Linked DNA regions of Danio rerio: region 2 is linked to region 1. A link is a contact called in public HiCAR-type data. All regions are on one chromosome and are shown on one strand. Each heading gives the region's core, a stretch centred on a gene start, on an enhancer-like site or on the middle of the called end of the contact. The rest is flanking DNA. Distances are from core to core; before and after follow the strand shown. Region 1 overlaps nectin1b (nectin cell adhesion molecule 1b). Region 2 has its middle 410 kb from the start of nectin1b.

Region 1 (7,231 bases), core at 2,767-5,266:
CATCCATACATACATACATACATACATACTTGAGCTGTACAAAAAGATTGCGATCTCAATTCGACCCCTATAGACGGTCTTAATCCAGCATTTCTACGATTCTGCCAATCATATTTTCAAGGTCAGGAGAGAAGCAAAGGCAGCCGCAAAAGTTTAAGATGTTTTACAAACATTGCTCAGCAATGTGGACACCTCCAAATAGTGTTAAAAATGTCACATATTGTATTTACAAGGTATAATTCACCCAAAAATTTAATTTCTGTCTTCATGCAATGATGTGTTCGCGACCACGAAATCATACGTGACGTGATCTGTTACCACAGAGCGTGCCTGTGAATGAAGTTTACTTTAGATAACAGAACATGCAGAGGCTGTGAATAACAGGTAATCATGTTGTTAATAAGCAAAGCAAATGTCTCACACATAATAATTCTAATAAGGTCTGTTCACAACTGAGCATTTTAACCAACAGTAGAGCTACACACAATATTAATATTATTGTTATTTACCATATGTTTGAGAAATAAAAATAATAGCTCACACATTACCTTTATTTTACATCTACAGGATCATGATCTTAATTTTAAGCAAAAGAATCGTGATTCTCATTTTAACCAGAATCGTGCAGCTCTAATACATACACACGATCTTGATAACCAGATTCGATGAAAACCATATTTAATCCTCAGATGCAGCACATTTTCACCATCTTCACTCAATTGCAATAAAGCTCTAATGTACCAGAAGAACAAACATGCCTACACCAACAAAATCATAGTATAAAACATTGCCTTCTCGACCATGTTCTATGACCATGGCTATGTTCCCTGGAAAAAAAAAAAAATGAAAATAACCCATCATATCAACTATGTCACAGAAATGAAAGCACAGCCAACTAATGTGACATATTTTGAGTGATGGCCTTATTGTGATCTCTTACGTTTTTGCAGACAATGTATTCGGCTCACTGAAGCAGAATGGATCAAGTATGCTGCTGCTGTTTTGGCACAGTTCATTTAATCTTGAGCACCGCTGTGGAAGGTTCATGCGAATAGCTTTCTATGCTGTTAATTTCAGGAATGACATGGCAGACCACATACATCTCTTCTGCTTGAGGATGAGGAATCCAAGATAACCTCTCCAGCGTTCTTAAGACTGATTTATACTTTTTCTTTGACTGATCGCTCTACCCTATGGTGCATCCCCTGCACATTGTGATTCATACTTCTGTGTTCTGTCTGTGTAGCTATGCAACAACACTTTTGTGGAGGTTTCTATGCTCCACTTTGTTGAATTTATTTGCTGATGTTTTGGGTTGTCGCCAGAAATGCTTGAAACTGAGAAGTTGCTCAAACTTAGATAATATTCCATCAAAGAAGAAAGAGGCAAGAACCGCAAAACGTTCAACAACTAAAATCATAAATTAAACACAAGTATCCAACTGTCTTGAGTTCCTAAGCAGGACTTGACACTTGTTAAACAGCGCTCTGCTCCTCCAGCTGTTAGCCCCACCCACACTTGTCATGGCTACCAAGCTGACCAATCACAGACTTTGCACTCAGCGCAATTGTGTTGTGTAGTTACAATTTTTTTTTCTTTTTTTTAAGCGGCGAAGATAAATCCCAGATAAAAATAAAAATGTGGTGCTGTTCCAAAATCTTGAGCTGCCTTGCTGATTACATGTGTGTTTTTAAAAGATATCATAGTAAATTAATTAAACTCCTGTGAGTCAATGTTTAGAACTATTCTACATTTACAGCATTTGTTTGTGTCGAATTGTACTGACAACAACAAAAAAAAAAATCTAGTGGTCATAAAAGTCGATATTGTTATCTTATTGTGAGCATTAGTGTTAAAAAGATGCGCTTAAACACACTGCAAAAAACTTCAACCATTTGATTACTAGCAGGAAAGGTCTATGTCTGCGAGAGGAAATAATGGTTTGTATATCAACAGCTGATTAAGTCCATGTTTGACATTCATTTGAACAGTAGGACTGCAATTACTTTAACATTTATAATGTTATAGATGTTGTAAAACGTAGTCAATTTGCTCTTAAACAGTTTGTCATTACCATGTTGCTAACCTGACAATGCTATTAAAGTTGTCTGTGAGAAGAAATAATGGTCTATATATCAACAGTGATTAATAGACCATGTTTGTCATTCAAAAACTAACATATAAAGTAGGACTGCAGTTACTTCAACATGTATAATGTTATAAACGTAGTCAAGTTGCTCTTTAAAAGTTTGCAATTAGCATGTTGCTAACCTGAAAATGCTATTATTAAAGGTCTATGTCTGCGAGAGGAAATAACGATCTATATATTAACAGTTATTAATAGTCCACATTATTCATTCATTAAAACAGCAGGACTGTAGTTACTTTAACATTTATAATAGTATAAATGCTGTATAAAAATGTAGTCAAGTTGCTCTTCAACAGTTTGTCCTTAACATGTTGCTAACCCGACAATGCTGGTCTATGTCTGCTAGAAGAAATAACGGTCTATACATCAACAGGTGATTAATAGTCCATGTTGGTCATTCAAAAACAGACATAAAAGTAGGACTGCAATTACTTCAACATTTATAAATATTATAAAATGTAGTCAAATCGCTCTTTAACAGTTAGCATGTTGCTAACCTGACAATGTCATATTAAAGGTCCATGTCTGCGAGAGGAAATAATGTCTATATCAACAGGTGATAAATAGTCCATGTTTGACAATCTTTTAAACAGTAGGACTGCAATTACTTCAACATTTACAATGTTATAAATGTTGTATAAACAGTCAAGATGCGTTTTAACAGTTTGTCATTAGCATGTTGCTTACCTGACAATGCTATTAAAAGGTCTATGTCTATGAGAGGAGATAACAGGCAGTATATCAACAGGGGATTAAAAGTCTATGTTTGACATTCAAAAAGTGACATATTAAGTAGTGCTGCAGTTACTTCAACATTTCTAATGTTATGAATGTTGTATAAATGTAGTCATAATACTCTTTAACAGTTTGTCATTAGCATGTTGCTAACCTGACATTGTGAAAGTCTATAATAATATTATTATTAATAATAATAATAATAATAATAATAATAATAATAATAATAATAATAATAATAATAATCAAACAAATGAATTTTTTTTCATATATAATTAATAATCAAAATGCATTCCTGGATTGTACTTCTCTAAAAAGAATGCTGCTTTTGGCAATAAGCAAGCATTTTAGAAGACAACATAATTACATTTTGGAACAGCCTTCATGTTGCGAGCTCACCTATGATACCTTAAAATCTTGCCTACAAAAGATTTGGAACGGAGCCAGTGTCTTTGCCAAGTCTGCAGCATTTGAATAAAGCAAACAGTCACATTTGATAACTAGTTTCCAGCACAGGATCATGCAAGACAATGACAGAACAAGGCCACTACAACAACAGTTTGCATAAAGCATTTTGAAATCAAGGTTACCAAGAAATAAGACAACTCCCTTTAAAAAAATCTAAACAATAAACTTAAAATAAATAAAAAAATTAAAAAAAACACAAACTGTCATCTTAACTCATTTCAAATGCACAAGTGAACTGGAGTTCAATGACTGCGTGCAGTGACTGATGAAATCAATAAATAGAAACTGGCTTTTAAATGCGCCGCATTGTTTAACACTGTCAAAGAAAAAGCATTTAAAGGTGTTAAATGACATTAAAGCGTGACTGCAACTGCTAAAATCATGTCCCTTTACCCATTCCGTTTCAATTCACACCTACGTAATATATTCTGATGTGAATTGAGAATGGTTTCAAATAATATGGGACTCCAAGTGTCAACGCGAGTAAACTAATGCAAAACTAATGAATGCTTTACTTGTGAATAAAACAGATTTTCAACACATTTGGAAATACAATTGAGGAGTGTTAACCATCTGTCTGAATATACCCCGCTTTTATATGGGTGGATGGTTTTACACCCACACACACACACCCACACACACACACACACACACACTTGTTTGCCAGTTTAACCATCTATTGTGGGGGTCACAACAGCTTGTATATCACTTAGACCTTCAAAGAGGACTGACATTAATAGACCCACCTTTTGACCTCAAAGTGAATGACCAAATTCCTGTCATTGCACATAAAGAAAGGGGTAAAGCCATTTTGACTTGAAAGAGCAAAGCTTTAGCAGCAAACAACGTATATTTCGCCCCCCCCCCTGATTCGAATCGTTCTCATGCACATCCGCGAAAGACCCCGGGCCATCTGATATTGCTCATCGTAGAGCGTTGGCAAAACTCACAAATTAAAAATGCCACTCAAATATGCCTTTCACAGTCAATGGGATAATCAAAACACGCAAAGGGGGGAAATATCACAAGATGTTCTTCTTCTTCTCTCTTGATTGAACCACTTCAAACAAAATTCAAACATGATTCCTCCAGCCAGGAAAATAATCCTGATCTTTTACATGAACCGCAGGATCATCTCTACACAAATCAGGCAAGACTTTGTGATCAAAGAGCAGAACGCAGAGAATCAGCTGTCGTGCTCTGCGGAAAAAAAGGGGACTCGTGGGTAACAAGGCCAACCGGGTATTTGCTCTATTCTGATGTTAGTAAAATATTAAAGGCGACCTGATATCTGAATTTATCCTATTCACAGTGCATCCCATCTAAATGCAATCTGATTTTATCAGTTCATTACTTCAAAAGAAAATAAAAATGACATTCGCTCTTTTTTTGTGGAGAAAATACATAAATAGCATGCTAGAAATACATTTTTGATTAACAGTTCAGCACTTCAGCTGATTGAGGCACTGGAAACATGTAGTTATGTTATGAAATGATGTTCACAAAAATAAAATAAAAACTAGCTACTTATTATCATGGCAGTTTATTAATACGTATAAAGAACATATTTGCCATGATCTTTATTGACATTTCTAATCCTACCCAATACCTAACCCTATCTCCTAATATTAATAAGCAGCAGTTTAGGAATATATTTAGGCACAAATCATGGTTCAAAAAAATAAATAAATAAATAAAAAATGAAACAGACATTTCAGACATCTATATTGCACACTAGGCATGGGCCGGTGTAAGATTCTGACAGTATGATAACCTTAGATAAAAAAATATCACGATTTCGCAGCTATATTTCTGAATTATTTCTGATACTTTAGCAATAACACTTCTAAAACACTAGTAGACAGTAGAGTTTCTATACTACACAGCGTCAAGTACTGGGTTTATAATGCATATTTTTATGTTTACAATGCTACTGTAGCATTCATTCATTCAAGAAAGAACAACTTTATAACAAGTTTAATCACAGCAAACAAAACAAAAAACAAACTTGTTCATCTAAAGCACCTTTACAGGGCTCGACACGTATTAAGCCCTCATAACAACATTCTTTCCCTGCCTCTGTGGTACTTGGCCCCACCCACACTAGCGCTTCCACAACATGCTGTTATTTTTTTTTTTTAAAGCAAAGGATGTGTGAGCGCAAAATTAATAAATTGGCCTAAAGGCACCCAAAAGTGGGGGCTCGTCCGGGATACAAGTAAAAACCTAAAAACAAACAAAAAAAAAAGGGGTGGGGGGTGTCACAGAGACTAAATCAATCTTTAAAATAGACACTAAATCAAAACATTATAGTTTATGCAAAAATACGTTAAACAGATTTGATAAAAATTATCATGGTTTCAAGGTATTGAGATGACAGCTCTAAAATATATTCTTTTTCAAAGTCAAACAATTTAAAACAGCATTTTCGGATATGTTCTGCTAGAGATTTTGTTGTCCTAAAAAAAAAAACAAAAAAAGTAAATAAAAAAATAATAAATAAAAAAACAATAATCGTACACATACCATAGGAACGCTATAGCAGAAAATGTTGTTGGTTTTAAAACCTTGACATTTTTTTCAAACCCTGGTATACCTTTAAAACGATTATAGTCCCATGCCTATTGCACACACTAAAAAAAGTATACAATTTTACTAATAAAGCACTTTTCATATCATATGTGCATTAGACTTGAAAAGCCTTAGAAACAGGTGAGAAAGCATTTTGGGCATTCAGCCATTTTTTTCTACCATGGATTAACTTGACTGATTCCAACACTCACACATACACATATACACACACAAACCACTTTCCTAGATATTTCACCTTGAAACAGCCCTCTTAGTAAAATTGATGTTGTGGCGGGCTCAAATAATTAAGGTATAGATCAGAGCTCCTCTGTGAAATACTCCTTAAAGGGGTAAAACCATGATGAATGCTTATTTCTGAAGCTTTTAAAAACTTTTCCATTTCGTTAATGGAAAAAAGTATTGCTAAAAAGGTATTGAATGAAGCGGTGACTATTTACAAATCAGCAAAGGTTTGCCAAACACCAGAGGTTTGGAACGATTACGCATATAGCATCTGTTTCGCTCTATAGGGAGATTTGTAAATCATATAATCGCTATGAAACGGCACAGTCCGTTCCGTTGCTCTGCTCTTCCATCTTTTTGCATTGTTGAATGAATTTCAGCCACAAAAAAAAAAAAAAAGATTTATCCATCCGTTGTGTTTTTATACGATCAAGGTGAATTACAGCTGAATCCCAGCCCAACATGTGTTGCTGAAATTTACTATACACACACATCTTAAATGCATGCAGATCGTTTTGGTGTTCCTTGAGGAAGTCATCACTTTAAAGTGGAAGTGAAAAGTTCATCCTAAATGTAGCTTGACTACTTGCATGGTGACTTCTGTACAAATAAAATTTAAATATTTGTATTTGGTAACACTTCAGTATAGGAGTCAATTCTTAATGTTAACTAGCTGCTTATTATCGTGGCTGTTTATTAATACTTATGAAGTACAGATTCTGCATGATCTTTATTGGCATTCCTAATCCTACCCAATCACTAAACCCAATTCCTACCTTAATAATATTGATAAGCAGCAATTTAGGAATATATTTAGGCTAAAGTCATGGTTAATGGTTTATTAATAGCCAGAATTTAACCATAAAATAAAGTGTGACCAAATATCCTACAGAAAATCATTAAACAGATAGTATTGGTAACCACTGACCAATAAAGTCAACAAAAAGGACATTCTGAGTTAACAACCCTTGTTGAAAAAGACTGGCAAGTTCATAAAGTGTCAATCTATTGATTGATCTGGCTTGGAGTTGAGCCATTTCAGGCATTATCAATAGATCAGCACTC
Region 2 (7,231 bases), core at 1,550-4,049, 290 kb before region 1:
CTGAGACTGCCAGCAAATATATGTGTGAATTTCAGTCAATGCTGTTGAGGTGTGAAGGTAAAGAGGTTTCTCCTGTAATCCTTGCATCAGGGCTGAAAGCAGCCGTTCCCTTTGTGTCTCAGCAGATAAAACCCAGACTGAAAGCACAAAAGCTTATACTGCAGTGCGCTGATCTCCATTAGCTAATAATATAGCTTCTTGTTAGAGGCTGTTAACTTGAGCTAAAGTACAGTATCTAGGGTTGTTTTGAGAATGCAATTATATAAAATTAGCTAAAATAATTACTTCTATTATTAGCAATTGAGGGCGGTTTGGTGGCTCAGTGTTTATTGTCGTCTCAAAGCCAGAAGGTCTCTGGTTCGAGTCCCAGCTGGGCCAGTTGGCATTTCTGTGTGGAGTTTGCATGTTCTCCCCTTGTTCACGTGGGTTTCCCCCACAGTCAAAAGACATGCGCTATAGGTGATTAGAATGAACTAAATTAGCTGTAGTGTGCGAGTGAGTGTGTGAATATGAGACTGTATGGGTGTTTCCCAGAAGTGGGTTGCAGCTGGAAGGTCATCCGCTGCGTAAAAACATATGCTGGAATAGTTGGTGGTTCATTCTGCTGTGGTGACCCCTGATATATGAAAGATTAAGCCGAATGAAAATGAATGAGTGAATTATCATATGGGCTCGGTGAAAGATACTTGCTTCCATGTAAAACTTTGGTGCTCCCTCAAGAGGACTATAACTATGTTAGCCTGTTAGCAGCACCCTAACAACTTTCTAGCAACCCTTAAAGTTCCTTAGCAACACCATAGAAACCATCAGGGATATCCTAGCAACACCCTAGCAACTACTAATTGTATCTTTCCAACTGGCCAGCAACCACCAAGGTATTTATCTATCTATACCCGGGGGGCCTAAACTCTGTCCTGGAGGGCCGGTGTCCTGCAAAGTTTTGTTACATCGGCAATCAGACACATCTGGGGTAGCTAGGCTTTCTAGAAACATCCATGCAGGTGGGTTGAGGTGTGCTGGAGCTAAAATCTGCAGGACACCTGCCCTCCAGGACAGAGTTTGAACACCCCTTATCTACACTAATCGTTTCAAACTTCATGATATAAAAAATTTATAATAATATTTAAAAACTTCCAGGCTAGGTTTGCTCAAACCAACATCAAAGTCTGTCTACAAACGTCATTATTAGTACTAATGTGTGACCACAATATTAGACATCATCCGGAAGCTGATTAAGTACTAATCTAAATACAGAGGAAATTCATCTTTAAAGTTGACCCGAGTTCACCGTTATTGAATTCAAGTATTAGAAAAAATATAGAAGTACACTTTCCCCTATTTTTATATATATATAGTTGAAGTAAGAATTATTAGCCCCCTTTTGATTTTTTTTCTTTTTTAAATATTTCCCAAATGATGTTTAACAGAGCAAAGAAATTTTCACAGTATGTCTGATAATATTTTTTCGTCTGGAGAAATTCTGATTATTTTATTTTTTTTTTCGGTTAGAATAAAAGCAGTTTTGAATTTTTTTAAACCATTTTAGGGATAAAATTTTAAGCCCCCTTAAGCATTGTTTGTCAGTAGTTTTTTCAGTACTTTCAAAATTACCCTAACCAGCCTAGTTAACCTAATTACCCTAGTTAAGCCTTTAAATGTCACTTTGAGCTGTATAGAAGTGTCTTGAAAAATATCTAGTCAAATATTATTTACTGTCATCATGGCAAAGATAAAATAAATCAGTTATTAGGAATGAGTTATTACATCTATCTATCTATCATCCATCCATCCATCCATCCATCCATCCATCCATCCATCCGTCTGTCCGTCCGTCCGTCCATCCATCCATCCATCCATCCACCCATCTGTCTGTCTCTCTCTCTCTCTCTCTCTCTCTCTCTCTCTCTCTCTCTCTCTCTCTCTCTCTCTCTCTCTCTATCTATCTATCTATCTATCTATCTATCTATCTATCTATCTATCTATCTATTTAAAGTTTGCATGATCTCCCCGTGTTTGCATGGGTTTCCCCCTTTCCCCCACATTCCTAAGACGTGCTTCAGGTGAATTGGGTAAATTGTCCATAGTGTGGTAAATAGTCTACGGCCTAGTTAACCAAATTAACTTAGTTAAGCCCTTCAATGTCACTTTAAGCTGTATAGAAGTGACTTGAAAAATATCTAGTCAAATATTATTTACTGTCATCATGGCAAAGATAAAATAAGTTTAGTGTTGAGGAAAAATCTTCTCTTCGTTTAACAGAAATTGGGGAAAAAATAAAACAGGGGGCTAATTATTCTGACTTCAAATTTATATATATATATATATATATATATATATATGTATGTCATATGTGTAATTTGCGTATACTGGTGCTTATTGGATGTCTATGACCTTTTCTTCTAAATATCTTCTTCTTTGGGGTTCTTCTGTAAGAATTTTCATTTTGGCTGAACTATATCCCATTGAGACACAGTTTTGGGTGTTCTATATCCCATTAAAACATGGTTTTGTGCTCCTAGAGTCACAATTCATACAAAAAAACACAAGCAAAAACAATCAGACTCAATGCATTCCAGCAAAGAAAACATTCTCACATGTAACCCAACGGCGCAGCTGCTCGTGGGTGTTAAGCCACTGGGTTTTTTTGGCGGAAAATTGGGGCAAATATGTTATGACGACTGCGGCAGCTGTTGCTGACTTTATGATTGGCTTCTAGTTTTGTGTCGAAAGCAGTCAACGTTGGCAGCGAGTGTCAACATGGCAACCGATTCCCCTGTCAAGGGTAACTCATAAAAGTGATGCAGTGTGACTGATGCCCAGCAGGGGGTGAGAGTGTTCAGGGTGGCACCATATGGGCCACAGCCAGTCACATGTCAGAACTCGACTAGACTACCGATTCAAATTATGTATAGACGTGCATCACTTAGATTTAATTACTAAATATGGCAGATGACAGAGTTATTGCAGACAAGGAATCGGTCCAAGAAATATAATATATCACTGCACACAATAAGCAAAAAAGAAAAGCTCTTGTGGCTTTTTTTTTTCGAACACCCGTATCATAAATAACTTTTAATTCTGCCGTTTAATGGATCACCAGCTTGTTTTGCAAGATTTTATTTGGTGCTTCCGTGGCTTTCTAGGAGATTGTGCTGTCATATACTGAATACTGAGTTTGATCGATTTGCTTGTTTGATTGATTTACATAAAAGTGCTTTTGCAGCCAGGAAGGCTTTATTGCGCAGTGGTTGATCTCTCCAGATTTTATGGAGGTCTTTCACTGAAATATCAACGTTGTCTCTGTTTCTCATAAAACTCTTTATGATAAATTACAGGCACAAATGAGGCTCAGTTTGACAGAGTGCGAATATAAAATTAAAACAGTTAGCTCAGGAAGAATCTGATGAAAAAATATTGCAGTTCACTTTGAAATTTATGACTTTTTAGTTCAGAAGTAATTCAGGCATAGTTTTAGACATTACTGAGATCTATTGTGTAACACCATTTTCTACTAAAAAAGAAATATTTTCATGTGTTTGTGATTTGTGTTGTATTTTTGGGTGATCTTTTTGAAACCGGTTTAGAATCTGTAAGAAAATGTACATAAAAGATGTGTGTGTCTTGTTTTCCTAACATTGTGGGGACCAAATGTTTTGGTTGTGGGGCAATTCCTTACATTGTGGGGACCTAATATGCTCACAATTATAGCAATATCAGTAAATTCTGACCTTTAGAATTTTTTTTTTTGGTCCTAATAAAGAAAATAGCTTATAATTCACACAGAATGAAGCATTTTGTAAAAATGAAAAATAAGGGTAGCATTGGGGTGAGAGAATATCACATGCAGATTATTCAGTACTCATTAATTCATTTTCTTATCGGCTTAGTCCCTTTGTTAATCATGGGTCACAACAGCGAAATGAACCGCCAACTTATGCAGCATGTTTTATGCAGCCGATGCCCCTCCATATGCAACCCAGCACTGGGAATTACCCATACACACTCATTTACACACATGCTCTACACTATGGTCAATTTAGCCTACCCAATTCACCTGTAGCGCATGTCTTTGGACTGTGGGGGTAACCGGAACACCCGGAGGAAACCCACGCCAACACGGGGAGAATATGCAAAACTGCACAGGAATGCCAACTGGCCCAGCTGGGACTCGAACCAGCGACCTTCTTGCTGTGAGGTGATTGTGCTACCCACTGCACCACCGTGACGCCCAATTCAGAATCAATTTGAGTATAATTTGAGACATTACTAAGATCTATCGTGATTTTAGATTGCATGATTGCTTTTTTTAGAGGGTCTTTTGGAAATTGGTTCAGAATCTGAAAATAAATATTGTGAGTGTGTTTATCCTGTATTTCTAACAATATGGGGACCAAATATGTTGGTTGTGGGGCAATTCCTTACATTGTGGGGGCCAAATATGCCCACAGTTATAGCAATACCAGTAAATTCTGACCTTTTAGAGACTTTTTTGGTCCTAATGAGGAAAACAGCTCATAATTCACACAGAACGAAGCATTTTGTACACTGTAAAAATGCAAAATAAGGGTAGAGTTGGGGTGAGAGAATATGACACTGATTGTATAGTATTCATACATTCATTTTTTTTTCGGTTTAGTCCCTTTATTAATCAGGGGTCGCAACAGAGGAATGAACCACCAACCTATGCAGCATATGTTTTTTTTGCAGTGGATCCAGCCGCAACTCAGCACTGGGAAACACCCATACACGCTCTTTCACACACAAACACTAACGCCATTTTAGCTTATTCAGTTCACTTATAGCGCATGTATTTGTACTGTGGGGGAAACCGAAGCACCCAGGGAAAACCCACACAAACACGGGGAGAACATGTAAACTCCATACAGAAATGCCAACTAGCCCAGCTGGGGCTCAAACCAGTGACCTTTTTGCTGTGAGGTGATTGTGCTACCCACTGCGCCACTGTGCTGCCAAATTGGGATATAATTGTAATAATATAATATAATATAATTCTAATAATTATTTTATTAATTTACTTTAACTTTCTAACTGGCTTCCTAAAATTAAAAAGGCATTAATTAGAATTTATAGCTACCTAACTTGTATTACTATATGTAACTTACAGATTTAACTTAGAGAAATTTATTTCTGAAGCTTCACACTCGCCTAGAAAAAAAGAGGGAAAAAATGTATTCAAGATGATTCAATAGTACTATAAAGACAGGCAGAAAACAGAATAATGCATTCTCATGAATCTTTAACTGTTGAGTACTCCATCAAACATCCAGGGCACAATGGCTCAGACGCACTTCCAGAGATCCTGAATTGAATGACAGAGCGGCATTAGGATTCCACCCTCAAACCAGGTCTGCCAGCCTCAATAAGGCAAACCTGGGGCAGAATCAATGGCTTTCTCCCCTAGTGCTGTGAGAATCTCCACACACTTTCAAGACTTTACAGAGTCAGACAACTTTCTATAGCCCTCATGATGTCTTCATTATTATCTGACCATGACTGTCTCTCTTTCTCTCTTTCCCGACAGGACGAAGCCTCTGTCCCAGAAGTGTTTTTTTTTTTTCTTTTTTTCCTGACAGCTTCTGATCGCTTGGTTGACTCTCTCTAGATCACAATGACGGACATTTGGAGAACCACTTCACATAACAGCAAACAATGCCGGCACAAGCCTGCGGATCCGTAAACCGCCCCGCGCTGCTCACACTTTGAGCTTGACACTCAGCGTGGACAGTGGAAGCAATTACATGTCACTTCGGGACGACGGCTTTTGGGGCCCAGACTGACCTCTGAGCTTCCTGCTGGCTATTTAAAAGTGATGTTGTCTGAATGCTTCAAACGGAAGGAGAAAAACGCTCATCGCATACATGGTGCGACTTCGTGTGGGATGTGAATTGTAGTCTCATGGATGTATCACTAGCTGTTTGTTAAGACGTGTTTGCAAGTCATGTTGAACAACGACTCAGACTCACTCCCTTTATGTTTTACTAATTTTACAAAAAAAGTATTGCATGCTATCATCTTATAAACATTGCAAGAATTAAATGCTTTGTTTCCATTGAGGACTTAGAGAAATTTGTTCATGATTTTATGACCAGTAGGGTGGATTACTGTAAGGGACTCTACAGTGGCCTCCTTTAAAACGCGGCTGCTGCTGCCACGATTCTGACCAGAACCAGAAAATCAGAGTGCATCACACCTGTCCTTAGGTCTTGACACTCGCTCCCAGTTACATTCAGAATATATTTTTGAAGTACAACTTATTATTTCAGCCATTCAGCCATTTATGAGTAAAGCGACTTATGAGCTCCCGATTTTTTTTAAACATGTCAAAAAAGTTCTGGTGCTGTTGGCTTGAATTTGTAAAGTGTGCGTAGTTTAAGTGCGGTGTGTGGTTTTAAGTTTAATTCATCTAAAGTTCAGCAATCAGCAATATGAACTCACTGAACTGTGTGACGTGTCTTGCATGATATGGTCATCAGAGAAGTTTCTAGGCTTTATTCACACACATTTACAGGGTGACTAGGTATCCTTGTTTCCCAATGCTGATAAAAGCTGTATTTTTGACAAACATTCATGGCATGTATCAATATTAAACTTGATATATGATATATATGATATATCAGAACTCACACCTTGCATTGCCACCTTTAGACCACATTCACACAAAGACAGATATATTTCTATACAATGTTCTTTTTTATGTCTATAGTCTCTAAAGATACCTTTATATACAAAACTATCAATTAGTATACATGATAACACTACACACACATACACACAAAAACAAAAACAAAACAAAGAGAAGAAGACTTGGAGTATGCTCTTGCACACAAAATGAACATGGTATATGCTTTTTATTAAAGCTATTAAGCTCAACATGTTCTGACAGTACAAACATTTAGTTTGCGGTTGTTGTTGCAGTACTTTTTATGAAAATGAGGTGCTGCATCTGTGTTCTTTTGTGGATTGTTAGTAGCACTTGCTAGACTTTCCACTCCCCATTGGAGCTTTTAAGAGATTGTTCTCTCGTGTTAATTGCCCATTTAGTAAATATAGCTCCAAAAACCTCTCCAAAAGAAAAAATGAAATGTGTGCGTGTGTGTTTGTGTGTGTCTATATATATATATATATATATATATATATATATATATATATATATATATATATATATATATATATATATATATATATATATATATATATATATATATATATA

Evidence for each region. HiCAR-type assays count read pairs that join an accessible place to other places.
Region 2: a contact with region 1 is called in a HiCAR-type map of caudal fin, with 8 times the contacts expected there. The contact joins two enhancer-like sites. A contact is called at or near these places in 2 of 18 Hi-C or Micro-C datasets (caudal fin and hematopoietic stem cells) and 3 of 4 datasets of contacts at active chromatin or transcription factors (caudal fin, embryo and gastrula embryo).

The regions. Positions count from the first base shown.
Region 1 is chr18:45,955,261-45,962,491 of GRCz12tu, reverse strand. The region is part of intron 4 of nectin1b (nectin cell adhesion molecule 1b); the gene reads right to left. Among named protein-coding and RNA genes, the nearest start is that of nectin1b, 120 kb to the right of the region's middle. Within about 2 kb of position 4,016, at least 12 of the 62 cell types and tissues checked have an H3K27ac peak or open chromatin away from gene starts, as enhancers often do.
Region 2 is chr18:46,241,334-46,248,564 of GRCz12tu, reverse strand. It overlaps a transcript of nectin1b not described here. Among named protein-coding and RNA genes, the nearest start is that of nectin1b, 410 kb to the right of the region's middle. Within about 2 kb of position 2,799, at least 5 of the 62 cell types and tissues checked have an H3K27ac peak or open chromatin away from gene starts, as enhancers often do.